Linked DNA regions of Mus musculus: all the other regions are linked to region 1. The links are chromatin contacts, called in public Hi-C and HiChIP or PLAC-seq maps. All regions are on one chromosome and are shown on one strand. The core of a region is the stretch at or near the end of the contact, and the rest is flanking DNA. Distances in the headings are between cores, read along the strand shown. Region 1 holds the start of Lmo4 (LIM domain only 4). Region 2 overlaps Gm6260 (predicted gene 6260). Region 3 overlaps Gm33809 (a long non-coding RNA gene). Region 4 overlaps Gm33758 (a long non-coding RNA gene).

What was found. Hi-C and Micro-C count contacts between places; a contact is called where the count stands out from the background. HiChIP or PLAC-seq counts read pairs in DNA pulled down with a chosen protein or histone mark.
Region 2: a contact with region 1 is called in a Hi-C map of DN3 thymocytes, with 2.7 times the contacts expected there. The contact joins the enhancer-like site here to the promoter of Lmo4 in region 1. A contact is called at or near these places in 10 of 39 promoter capture datasets (the 3T3-L1 cell line, the C10 cell line, cranial neural crest and 5 more), 1 of 15 datasets of contacts at CTCF or cohesin (large pre-B cells), 5 of 484 Hi-C or Micro-C datasets (B cells, DN3 thymocytes, the HPC-5 cell line and 2 more), 11 of 115 datasets of contacts at active chromatin or transcription factors (bone marrow-derived dendritic cells, bone marrow-derived macrophages, craniofacial prominence and 8 more) and 2 of 9 other capture datasets (liver and macrophages).
Region 3: a contact with region 1 is called in an H3K4me3 HiChIP or PLAC-seq map of bone marrow-derived macrophages, with 6 times the contacts expected there. The contact joins the enhancer-like site here to the promoter of Lmo4 in region 1. A contact is called at or near these places in 9 of 39 promoter capture datasets (the 3T3-L1 cell line, the C10 cell line, hippocampal neurons and 3 more), 2 of 15 datasets of contacts at CTCF or cohesin (large pre-B cells and pro-B cells), 9 of 484 Hi-C or Micro-C datasets (B cells, bone marrow-derived macrophages, centroblasts and 4 more), 16 of 115 datasets of contacts at active chromatin or transcription factors (the NIH/3T3 cell line, bone marrow-derived macrophages, cardiomyocytes and 12 more) and 2 of 9 other capture datasets (liver and macrophages).
Region 4: a contact with region 1 is called in an H3K27ac HiChIP or PLAC-seq map of heart atrium, with 10 times the contacts expected there. The contact joins the enhancer-like site here to the promoter of Lmo4 in region 1. A contact is called at or near these places in 10 of 39 promoter capture datasets (the 3T3-L1 cell line, 3T3-L1-derived adipocytes, the C10 cell line and 7 more), 2 of 15 datasets of contacts at CTCF or cohesin (large pre-B cells and pro-B cells), 8 of 484 Hi-C or Micro-C datasets (B cells, bone marrow-derived macrophages, centroblasts and 5 more), 14 of 115 datasets of contacts at active chromatin or transcription factors (bone marrow-derived macrophages, cardiomyocytes, craniofacial prominence and 11 more) and 4 of 9 other capture datasets (adipose tissue, liver, macrophages and 1 more).

Annotation. Positions count from the first base shown.
Region 1 is chr3:144,203,975-144,206,674 of GRCm38.p6, reverse strand. Lmo4 (LIM domain only 4) reads left to right here and starts at 1,420. Exons shown (of 5, transcript NM_010723.3): 1 at 1,420-1,855.
Region 2 is chr3:143,682,383-143,685,082 of GRCm38.p6, reverse strand. All of the region lies in intron 1 of Gm6260 (predicted gene 6260), which reads left to right. Among named protein-coding and RNA genes, the nearest start is that of Gm24728, 8.8 kb to the right of the region's middle. Within about 2 kb of position 1,447, at least 7 of the 459 cell types and tissues checked have an H3K27ac peak or open chromatin away from gene starts, as enhancers often do. A contact at or near this core is called in DN3 thymocytes, where this site is marked.
Region 3 is chr3:143,650,296-143,652,995 of GRCm38.p6, reverse strand. The region is part of intron 2 of Gm33809 (a long non-coding RNA gene); the gene reads right to left. Among named protein-coding and RNA genes, the nearest start is that of Gm33809, 5.8 kb to the right of the region's middle. Within about 2 kb of position 1,400, at least 13 of the 459 cell types and tissues checked have an H3K27ac peak or open chromatin away from gene starts, as enhancers often do. A contact at or near this core is called in bone marrow-derived macrophages and macrophages, where this site is marked.
Region 4 is chr3:143,630,148-143,632,847 of GRCm38.p6, reverse strand. Gm33758 (a long non-coding RNA gene) reads right to left here. Exons shown (of 5, transcript XR_376151.4): 5 at 1,252-1,537. Among named protein-coding and RNA genes, the nearest start is that of Gm33809, 14 kb to the left of the region's middle. Within about 2 kb of position 1,442, at least 19 of the 459 cell types and tissues checked have an H3K27ac peak or open chromatin away from gene starts, as enhancers often do. A contact at or near this core is called in heart atrium, where this site is marked.

The DNA.
Region 1 (2,700 bases), core at 171-2,670:
ATTCCTTTGCCCTAATTTTGGCAGTTTAAAGAACCAAAATTCTGCACACAGCTGCTAGGACTGTAGATTTTTTGCCTGATTTTTCTTCAACTTCCTTTCTTCCAAGCTTCTCCCACAAGACTGGTTTTAGTTAATGATACTTAGCAGTACAGCTTTGCACTTCCATGATAATTTCCAACAGAAAAATCTCTCTGGAACTTACTATTAATAATCAACCCTAGTATTAACCTCAGATCGGAGATTTATTAAACCTATTTGGCAGAGTAAAGTTGAATAACTTGATGTTCAAGGATCCAGGCTGAGCTCTGGCCCTGGAAAGAGGCTCTGAAGCTAGCTAGCATTCCTCAAATCTTGGTTTGTACAAGAAACGACTAGTCTTTTTTCAGGGTCGTGAGCTAGCAGCAGGTCTGGCAAATGCTCGCATCGCTTTAGGGGGCTACGAGGGAGCTAGCATCACACCCTCTACACTGAAGCAGAATGGTGAGCAAAAAGCTTTGCCCATAAAGTTTCCTTCATCTCTGAAAACCAGGGTGTGATTTGCATTCACCAGCAACTGACAAGCATCTATGAAATGCCTCCTCCTTCCAGTTTACACTGGGGTTAATGGGAGCAAGATGGGGTTAAGCTGGCAGTACTTAGGTAGGAACTACTTCCCACTTTGCTTAAGGTTTTGAAATCTGCAACCCGAAGAATTAAACAAAACACCCGCTTTTGCACCTCCCTCCGGCAGAATGAATCCTCTACCCTAACAGGAAGAGACCCATTTCTGGGAAAGTAAGTTTCCCGAGGGTCTGTTCTCTGAGCCAGGGAAGGCGATCCCCGAGGCCCTGCGGGGGCGGGCTCCACGCGTCCTCGCGCGCTGGGCAGGCAGGTGTGGTCCTGAGCCTGGGCACGCGCTCGCTGGCCGCGTCCCCCGCGCCACCCGGGTCCCTTCTCGTGCCCCGACCCCGGGCCCCCCCCGCCTTCCCGGGCCCGGCCGGCTCAGCCGCCCGCCTCGCTCCCCGCCCCCCGAGTCTCGTTTCAGTCACCCTTTGTCCTTCCCCGGATTGGCAGGTTTTATTATTCCGCCTGAACAATCCGGCCGCCCAGTGGCTGAGGGTCGCTGACGTCGGCGGCAGAGCCGGGGAGTAGTTGGGATTCTGCTCTGTCAGTAACACATGTGTAAGCGCCGCCGAAGGAGCGAGCGAGCCGGCTAGAGGCCCGCGCCGCCGCCTCCTCCGAGCCGGGCAGCAGCAGCGGGGCAGCCGATCGGTCCAGCGCTCCCGGCCGGCCCGCAGCTCCCCACTCCGTGCGTCCTCGTACCGGCCGCGGGACCGAGCCTGCACCGCCGCTCCCGGGCCGCAGGTCGCGGGAGGGGGGAGCTCGGCCGAGCCGCCGGCGGCCCCGAGCGGGCGGGCGGGCGGGAGGAAGGCGGCGGCGGAGGAGGAGGAGCGCGGGCGCGGCGGGGGCGGGGGCGCGTACAAAGTGAAGCCACATTGCCAAACTTGCAGCCGCGATTGCAGCAGTGGCTGCTGCTGCGCCGCGCGGGCCCGGCCGAGGGAGCCTGCAGCTGCTCGCGCGCAGCCGGGGGCTGAGGACCGGGACCCTCGGGCTGAGACTTGACACTTCTTCGCCGGGCCGCCTGCCACTTAGCGTGGGGCTCCCTCTACCCGCCCCAGAGCCACGCGATTAAAAAAAAAAAAAAAAAAAAAAGCAGCCCTTAGCCCCCTCCTCCCCTTTCCTGCTTCTGCGAGAACTCCCTCCCTCCCTCCAGCTCCGCCAGCCCCAGCGCCCCTGCCCTGGAAGCCGAGCGGCTCCGCTCGCATTTCGCCGCCGCCGCCGCCTCTCGCAGTGTTGCAATATAGGGGAGAAGCAGGTAAGGGGGTGGCTGGGGACGCCGCGGGCCCGGAGGGGACGAGGGAGAGAGGGAGGGGGGAACTGATCGGGGCCGGGGCTGTTTTCTTTGGCTTCCTTCCCTTGACCGTCCCAAATTGCAAGTAAACAATACGTCGCCTTAGATAATGCGTGAGTCTGAAACTACCGGAGGCCGGCCTGCGAGCTAGCAAGGAGGGCAGCCCCGGGCCGCCAGCTTTGTAGCGGTTCCTTGCTTACAAAAGGGTTCTTCTTGGAGACGGGGCTGGTGGGGACCCTGGAGAGGGCTGGGGGCAGTTCCAGTTCCTAAAGGAAAGGCAGGGGCTGCTCAGATGAGAAGTGGTGTGTGCGTGGGTGGGGGCGATAGTCAAGACCCCCCCCCCAACACTGTTTGAAACAGGGAACGAAAAGCTCTAAGTGACCAGGAGCTGGCATTGCTGATTCTTTTAAAAAGAATTCCTCTTGGCTTATAAGTCTTTTGTTCCAATCCAGGAGAAATCCGGTGAATCACCTAATTAAAATCAAGACATGAATTAAGCATCCATTTTTGTACTACAAATGGCCAGCGCTACGTTTGTCCCTCCCTTGGTCTCCATTAAAAAACACCAGAGACGTTGTTAAAGGGGGGCAGATTTTGCCTCTAGCTGCCAGCTCTGCTTTCTATTTCACTGACTATCCCAGGACCTAAATTGCTTGGCTATGTAATTACTAGAGTATAAGCCTATTTAACTTAAAAGCTTTCTTTTTTTTTTTTTCCAACTCTAAATGAAACTTGATGAGGGCCCGTCCTTAGTTATCAGGGGAGTCACTTTCTGGTCAGTCCTCTTGATTCATCTCTTTTAGATTTAA
Region 2 (2,700 bases), core at 198-2,697, 520 kb after region 1:
CCATTCTAATACCTCAGGACTCATGCTTGAGTTCCTAATGGTAAAACTGTTCCCAGTGCCCGTGGAGAGCTCATATACTATCGGTGTTGCTCTTACCATCTACAACTGGCTCACTGAGTTGCTTCAGCATAGGCTTCCTTGTCCTTTAAATGTTTAGTGAAATTCCTAGCACACATAATTTACTTTATTATCTAATAATTGACTTGTTAATACCATATAGCTAACAACTCTAATATTTTAGCAGCTTGTCATCTGCTTCTTGCCACAGTAAAAGAGCACAGTTAGTAAACTTCCATCAGAACAAGTACAAGGTTTGACAGAATATATGAAATAACTATTTTCAGCGTTTGGAAGGCAGGCAGGACAGAGCTGAGATAGTTGCGAAGAGGAGCTGAGACAAACACACACACACACACACACACACACACACACACACACACACACACACTCAGAGACAGAGAGAGACAAGAGACAAAGAGACAAAGATAGACAGAGAGTCATAGAGACAGAAACAGAGGGAGACAGAGAGAGACAGAGACAGATAGAGAAGGGGGAAGAAGAACATTATAGTCTTCCCTGGATTTTCGCTGAAGTCAAAGTCAAAGCCATGTGTATAAGGATTCTCACTGAGATGACCCCTGAGCCCTCAGATTTCAGAAGATGTAGTTAAAATTAATGGCTGCTGAGACAGCAGGAGTTCTGACACACATCCAGAAAAGTCAATTCAAAGAGACTAAGAGATTGTAGAAGTAGTAGACAACAACAGGGAAAAACTGTTACCATATTAACTACATATGAATATATTGTAAAGAGAAAGAAAACTCGTGATACACAAATAAATATGGTTCCAGAAATAGCTAATAGATAGTACTATAGAATTATTATGACATCAGAGGGGAAATAGAAACCATACAAAAGTATCTCAAAACCATTTAGGACAAGTATGTGTAATGTTAAACAAATATAGCAAATAGAAAGCAGTAATTTGAACAGTTTCCAAACTCCACAAAGGCAATGAAATGATTTTTGTCATAAGAGCAATAGGTGAGGACTTTGTAGTTATGACTTGGGAGCAATGTTGCCCTACAAGGAAGACCGAGGTATTACAATAGTGATGTTTGTTCTAACAATACTTTAGACATGTTCCATAGGTGTTTTAATCAGAGCTTCTATAGAGAAAGAATGGGATATAAATAAATATATAAGAGAACATTTATTATGGGGGTTGATTCCATTGATTATGGTGGTTAGGGGTACCTTAGTCTGTAATCTGTCATATTGAGAACATGGAATGCCAACAGTATGATTTAGTATACCAAGATCTGAGAATTTTGGAGGGCCCTGGAGTTCAAAAGAAGCTAAGACAGTTAATGGGTTCTGAGATCTGATGAGTAAAGATCTAGAGATATGCTACAGCTGCACAGGACAGATGTGATCAGGAGAAACATGAGACAATAGAAACAGATGACAAAGATGGCAGAGGCTGTAGGTAGGATATGGAGATAACACATTTAGTGTATAAATGACGTGCAGGAAAACAGACTAGAACGAGACACTAGGAGGGAAAAAACACACTGTGGCTTTCCTACAGATGAAAACAATGTACTAAACAGACGCTTTAGTAAATAGTCAATTGAAACAGTCCACAGACATGGTTTATGATCTGAAACGGCCATGACATCTCATGAGAAGGTAGGATGAAGGCGGAGGGCTTACTTAGCATGCAGGGGGCCCTGAGTGTGGTCCTCAGCATAATACACATGCAGAAAACAGGCATGCAATCAAGACCCCAGAAAGAAACAAGAATTCTAAAACATATGTGTGTGGGAAAACATACAGACTGTCTTACATATTAAATTCTTTAATATATAATCAACAAATGCAAAGGCAGTATGCAGTTTACATTATGATATTTTAAACTGTTTATTGTATGCCGGAAGACCAGGGTGATTTCTACTTTGTAGGCATGAGACTTTGTAGTACAGGGGCCAAATGTTCTTTTCTTTGTTAGAGACACTATGACCATGGCAACTCCTATAAGGGAACCTATTTAATTGGGGCTGAATTATAGTTCAGAGGTTTAGTCCATTATGGTCATGGTGGGAAACATGGAGGCATGCAGGCAGACATGGTACTGGAGAAAGAGCTGAGTATTCCACATCCGGATTAGCAGGCAGCAAGAAGAAAGGGAGCCACTAGGCTTGGCTTGAGCTTCTGTCTCCTCAAAGCCTAACTGCTAGTGGCATACTTCCCCCATCAAGGCCACACCTCCTAATAGCACATGCCCTGTGGGCTGATGGGCGCCATTTTCATTCAAGCCACCAGTTTTCTACCCTAGAAACTTCTTTAGCCTCTATTCCAAAACCTGAGCAGACAGATGCAGTCATTCTGAGTGAGGGAGCAACAGTAATAGGTAGAAATGAATTTACAGCTTGCTTATGATGATATATGTCTATAATTTCAACACTTGGGCAGATGAGGCTGGAGGATGCAATACTGAAGGCTAGCCCTAGCTGCACAGAGAGTGCCAAGCAACCCAGGCTTATTATTTAACAAGAGAACAAGCAATCCAGTGAGAGTCTGTCTCAAAACAAAATAAAACAAAAACAATGAGCAAGCAAGTGAAAATCAAGTACCACCAAAGGCAACAAATCCACATTTATAAACTATTAGCACAACCACTCAAAACTTAACGAAGAA
Region 3 (2,700 bases), core at 151-2,650, 550 kb after region 1:
GACCACTAAGTCCACCCTCAGTTCCTCATGCTTGTGCAGCAAGCTTGTTTATCTACTGAGCCATTTTCCCAGCCCCCGTGTTATATAGTTTTTTAAAACCGTTCAGCTAAATGAAAATCTCCTGACCAATATGTAGCGAGAAGTAGAAAGAATAAAGTGTTTGGAGTCTGGCTCAGAGTTGCTTTCAGCTTCACTTACTAACTCTCTCATTATGGACTCATCTACCCTCTCTGGGCCCTAATTTCTTCATCTGCAACATAGAGGTAAGATTTATGTCACATAATCACGCAATATAGAAATAATGCATTTGGGAAACCAGCGTAAAGTAGATACTTTATAGTTGACAACTTTTTAAATTTCTACTCTTGATAAAAAGAATTTCACTTTCTCTCCAAGGCATCCCCTTCTCTGGGGAGTAGATCATACAAGGCACTAACAAGAGGAGAATGGGCAGTGCATCGATGCTACTTCTAGCAAAAGTCAAGAATTTCATCATGCGTTTTATAAGGAAATTAGTTAATTTTAGGAAGCAGGTAATCTTGGCTCTGTTTAAACATGAGAGGGCTGAGAGAGAATATGGTTAGGTAACTGCCTTGACATCACACCGGTACAGCTGTCGAAAGGTCATGTAACAAGGACCTCTGGAACACCACTTTGTCATTCTTGCTTCACTAATTGAGTCCTTGTAGGTTTCCAAATTCATTTCTCTTGGATATCATGTCAGATGTGATATCTATGACCATACAATTACAGTTCTCACTTAAGTTGTCCTCTAGAAAGCTGCAAAGGGCTGCCAGCGCGTCTCGGTGTCCCTGTGACTATGTCCAGAGTTCTCAATGATGCAGACTTGAATGTTTTCCTGAGTATTCTATAGGTCTTCTCCGGAAAGGGAGTATTGATTTTTCTTTACTGTGGAAAACGGAAAGAACTTGCAGTGTCAACAGTCAAATAGACCTTCCCTTTCCTGTATTTCCTTCAAATCGCCTTGGGTGACAGTTGATCAAGTATTCTGTGCTATGTCAAAACTGTTTGTGAAAATGGCCCCAGGAAACTGTAAATTTCAAAACATCCAGGGTTGTTGTTCTCAGAGTATAATAGCTAATAAAGCCATAAGGGCACAAAGTGCTCATTTTTATCCGTGGCCCTCCAACTAACACAAAGAAAGCACCAAGACATGGACACAGCTGTACTCAGTCTTCATAGGGGACCCTGGTCTTTTCAGATTAATGTAATAGTCACCTTTTTAAGAGGCGGAACAAATTTTAATAATGGAATACAAATCTTAGAATCGTCAGAATAATTACAAACCAAAACACAGTGCACCATTGTTTTGCTGCAGGCAGACCTTTGAGGAACTTTTGATGGAATGAGTCATTGTCATATGTGTCTGAATAACACCCTCCATTAATTACCATCACAAACAACCCATGAGTGACTAAGTCAAAAGCTAAATGTATTACCACTTTCTCTTCCCCCTTTAAAATACAAAACTCATTCCTTTGTTAAGTTGACCCTAAGGATCATAGTCAGTATGTATTTTCAGGATGAATGATCAAGTTTATTCTCACTTAAGTAGTTCTAGAAAGATTTTCCCTTAATACTCACCCACAGAACATTTAAGATTATGTGAAAATCATGTAGAAATTATACACCCTCTTAGTCTACATCCATGAACATTTTAATGTAAGTAATGACTACTACCTCACTTTCAATAGTAGATAAAGAATAGATAGTGCTATAAACCAAATATCTATTAATAAACAGAATGAAGTCATTGGACAGCCTATATTTACTTTAACAGAAATAGAATAAAAAGGGAAGCATCTACCTTACCCTTAGCTTTTGAAGTCTGCTTATTAAACATACTGACTTCTATAGGGAATTCCAGCTCCTTATGAGCTGCTTAGTCAGAATGGCCAGATATTTTGATATAAATGACTTAACCATTCATTCACACTACCTGAGTCCTTCACTTGCATTGAAGAAAATCCCAACTTTCCCTTGAAAACTAGGACCCTGCTTTCCACTAACTAAGCTATGAAGCTCCAACTTCAATTCACTCACAGTTTTTCTAGTTTGGATAACCAATATGAAATCTATTGAAAAGATATGTACTGCCAATATGTTGAGGTAATGGTTGTAGAACCAGACTGGGCAAAGCAGACTTAGTTCTTCCAGAATATTGGAGCCTAGTAGGTCCTTGACTGTTCCATGTAGGAATAAATCTGAAAGCACAAGGACTTCAAACACAGTTGCTGTCCTTGCCACTCAGTCTGACTCCAAGCTAGCAGAAAGGAGTGCAATAGTTCCCACCAAATAAACCAGATGCAAATTGCCTCCCCCAAAGGGGAACCAATAGTGACAAATGCCAGCTACATTCTGTCTTTCTTTTCAGCTTATTTTCTGCCTCTTTCCATTTAGTCTTTGTAGTCTGCACATTCCCCCAGTGACCTTCTGCATAGCCTTCAGTCCCTTTGTCATTCTGTACTCTTTCCTCTCTACTAATATATCCTGTCCTTTCTTCCTCAGTTCTCATAACATTGTTCCAACAGAGCCTACAGACTCAGCATCTTTCCCAAGGACCTTTACCAGTGTCTTTTTTACTTTCACCCGGTGTCTGGACTAGGTTTCTTCCTTGTTTTCGCTGTGATTCTCTTCCTCATTCCTCTCATCCGAAGGACGTGGCAACTGCTGCTTTCT
Region 4 (2,700 bases), core at 193-2,692, 570 kb after region 1:
GTCTTTTTCCTTTTTGGTATAAAGGTCGATCTATTAAATAGAATGAGATCTGCTTTTATTGAAAGTGTGAGAAGATTTTTAGTTTAGAAAGAGCATAATTCTTTAGCAACCTATGCTATTCTAAACTATTTTTTATACTAAGCTGTTTTTAACTGTACATGCAAACCCACAGTATTTTTTGGTTACTAATGAATCAATGCTGCTTGTAGCAAGAGGCAAAGTTAAGATGGAGAGGTGGATACAAAAGAACAACAAAAAAGATTATTTTGGGGGGAAGGCAGGGCTGAGGAAATGACCCAGAAGGTAAGCTGCTTACTTTGTTGCTGGGTAAGCCCGAGAACCTGAGGTTGAGATCTAGAACTTACTGGAAGTTCAGTTGGGTGTGATGGCATGCTCTTGTAACCTCAGATCTGAGAGGATGGAAACAGGCGAAGGTCACGGGACCACCAGCTTAGCTGAATCAGAGGTCCAGGCCAGTGAGAGACCCCAGGGAACTGTGTGCTGTGGGATGACATCTAGAATTGACGGTCTACCTCCATGGGCACGTGCATGCTCACACCCTTGTGTGATCATGGACACTCACAAATGCATAAACACACACACACACACACACACACACACACATCACTGTTTGCACACACACTGTAAGTTACTATTATCCTGGTTCTGCCCTGAGTGACCACAGGAGGAGAGTTACTGTAGACAGAGAGGGGTGGAGAACTGAGTTATATTATTTCAATTAGTGGGACAGAGGCCACCCGAAGAGACAAGCAGACACTGAGTCTACTCTGAAGGCAGAACATTCTGCTTAGACTCGTGAAGGGACTTCTCTTCCAACAGGATGCCACAGCCCTGGCTTCTACTTTCAAAGATTCCATCTCCTCAGAAATCTGGGGGAAACATGCATTCCCAGACACAGACAATAAACTCTAACACATTGGAGGGCATCGATTTCCTTCTACCTCCAATGCGTCTGCCCTCAGCCAGGCTTCCTGAATATGAAAGGTAGGTACCTTGTAAAAACAGTGGGGTGTAATGATTTTCCCTGCAGTAGAGTGAGCTTTGTATTGTGCTGAAGAGCATTCAAAGCAGAGTACTCTACCCATGGGCAGAGAGGACACATTTTTACATTTTCTTCTGTTTTGAACTGAGATTCTCCCTCTCCACATTTTTTACCTTCCCAAATAAGAGAATTTATAGGCGTAGGTTCCCAGAGTAATTACTGGGTTTAATATCAGAATGGTGAGCAGCTTTTTTTGAACATGTTTGGTGTTTATTTAAGGGAAACAATCTTAGGCAGTTACATTTTCCTTTTCAGTGGGGAGGGCAGGGGGTTGAATACTCGTATTTGTGGAGCTTGAAGGTCTGGCGGGACTGGGAAGGGCTGAACTTTGTTTATCCAGAGTCCCGTTTCAACGCAGAGGTGCCAAGGCAAACTTCTGCACCCGTACCATGCCAAAAATGTCCGCCCTGTCTTTGAGGAGCAGCCTTCCAGAGCAGGGAGAGGCACCGAGAGCCACAGCTGTTTGAAGCTGAGCTGTGGAGAGAGCCCAAACACTAAACCATGCCGTCCCAAGCACAGCAGTTTAAAAATAAACGTTTTATCAGATTTGTCTCCTATTTTGCCTCATATTTTTTATCTCAGCGGGATCTTGCCATCACCAGCTAAGCTGATTGACTGTGTCCTATCCCTGCATCCGCCTTTGATATTCATGTCTTTAGGAACGCTCCATCCCTTTCACTTACACTCTTGCTGGGGTCTCTTTATGCACCCATTATTCCTACAGTTGCAGTGTCTGTCCCCCGACTGAGAAGGAAGCTTTAGCTCACCAGCATCACCTGCATGTCTACTAACTGTGGGTGCAGTCAGAAATGGTCGCTGTCAGCACTTTCTTTCTATTCTTCAGACATTCCATCTCCGCAGCCCTTGGGGTGTTTCATTCTAACAGCTGGAAATTCCTGAGTTTTCAATACAATTTGCTTCTTCCTCCTCTTATTGCTTAGCATCAGGGCCAACTTTTTAAGGCAGTTTTTAATGAACCCATAACCAGTGTGTTAAATATGGTAGCTGAGTTTTTCCATAAAGCGAAGTTAATATAACGTGATTGTTTTCTTAGGCACCCCGTGGGGAGTAGAGAAGGTAGGAGGTAGGGAAGGGGAGGTTATATAATTGATGTAATAGGCGGATTGCCAAAATCCCCCACCTTTCAGAGCCGCTCCCACCCACCAGTGTGCTGATAGCCTTTGTCTTTGCTCTGCTTTCTGAAAGCAGGAACTCACCTACTGATGGGAGCCAAGGCCTTCAAGTATAAGTTCCTCAACTTATACGTTCCTTATACCTTCATGTATAAGACTTTGAGGAATGTAGCCATGCATGGAAAGGCTAACTTTTCACACTGGTCAAAAGTCTCTGTTAATAACCAACTTGAACTAACTTCAAAACTGAGCCCCATGCTTTCTGCTTTAATTCCTAGGATCCTTCTCACAACAAAACTGTTCAGAGATCACAAAAAGCTGTATGTGCAATGAAGACAGTACAGTACAGTACAATTAAAAGTATCATATTCCCCGCATTTACTTTTTTTTCCAACTTGCATTTACAGCTATATTTGTACAGTGGCTAGAATGCAGCAAAGCCTCCAAGCTGGATCATTCCACTGGGATCTCACTGCAGACTCCAAAGTGAGATGGGAAGCAGAT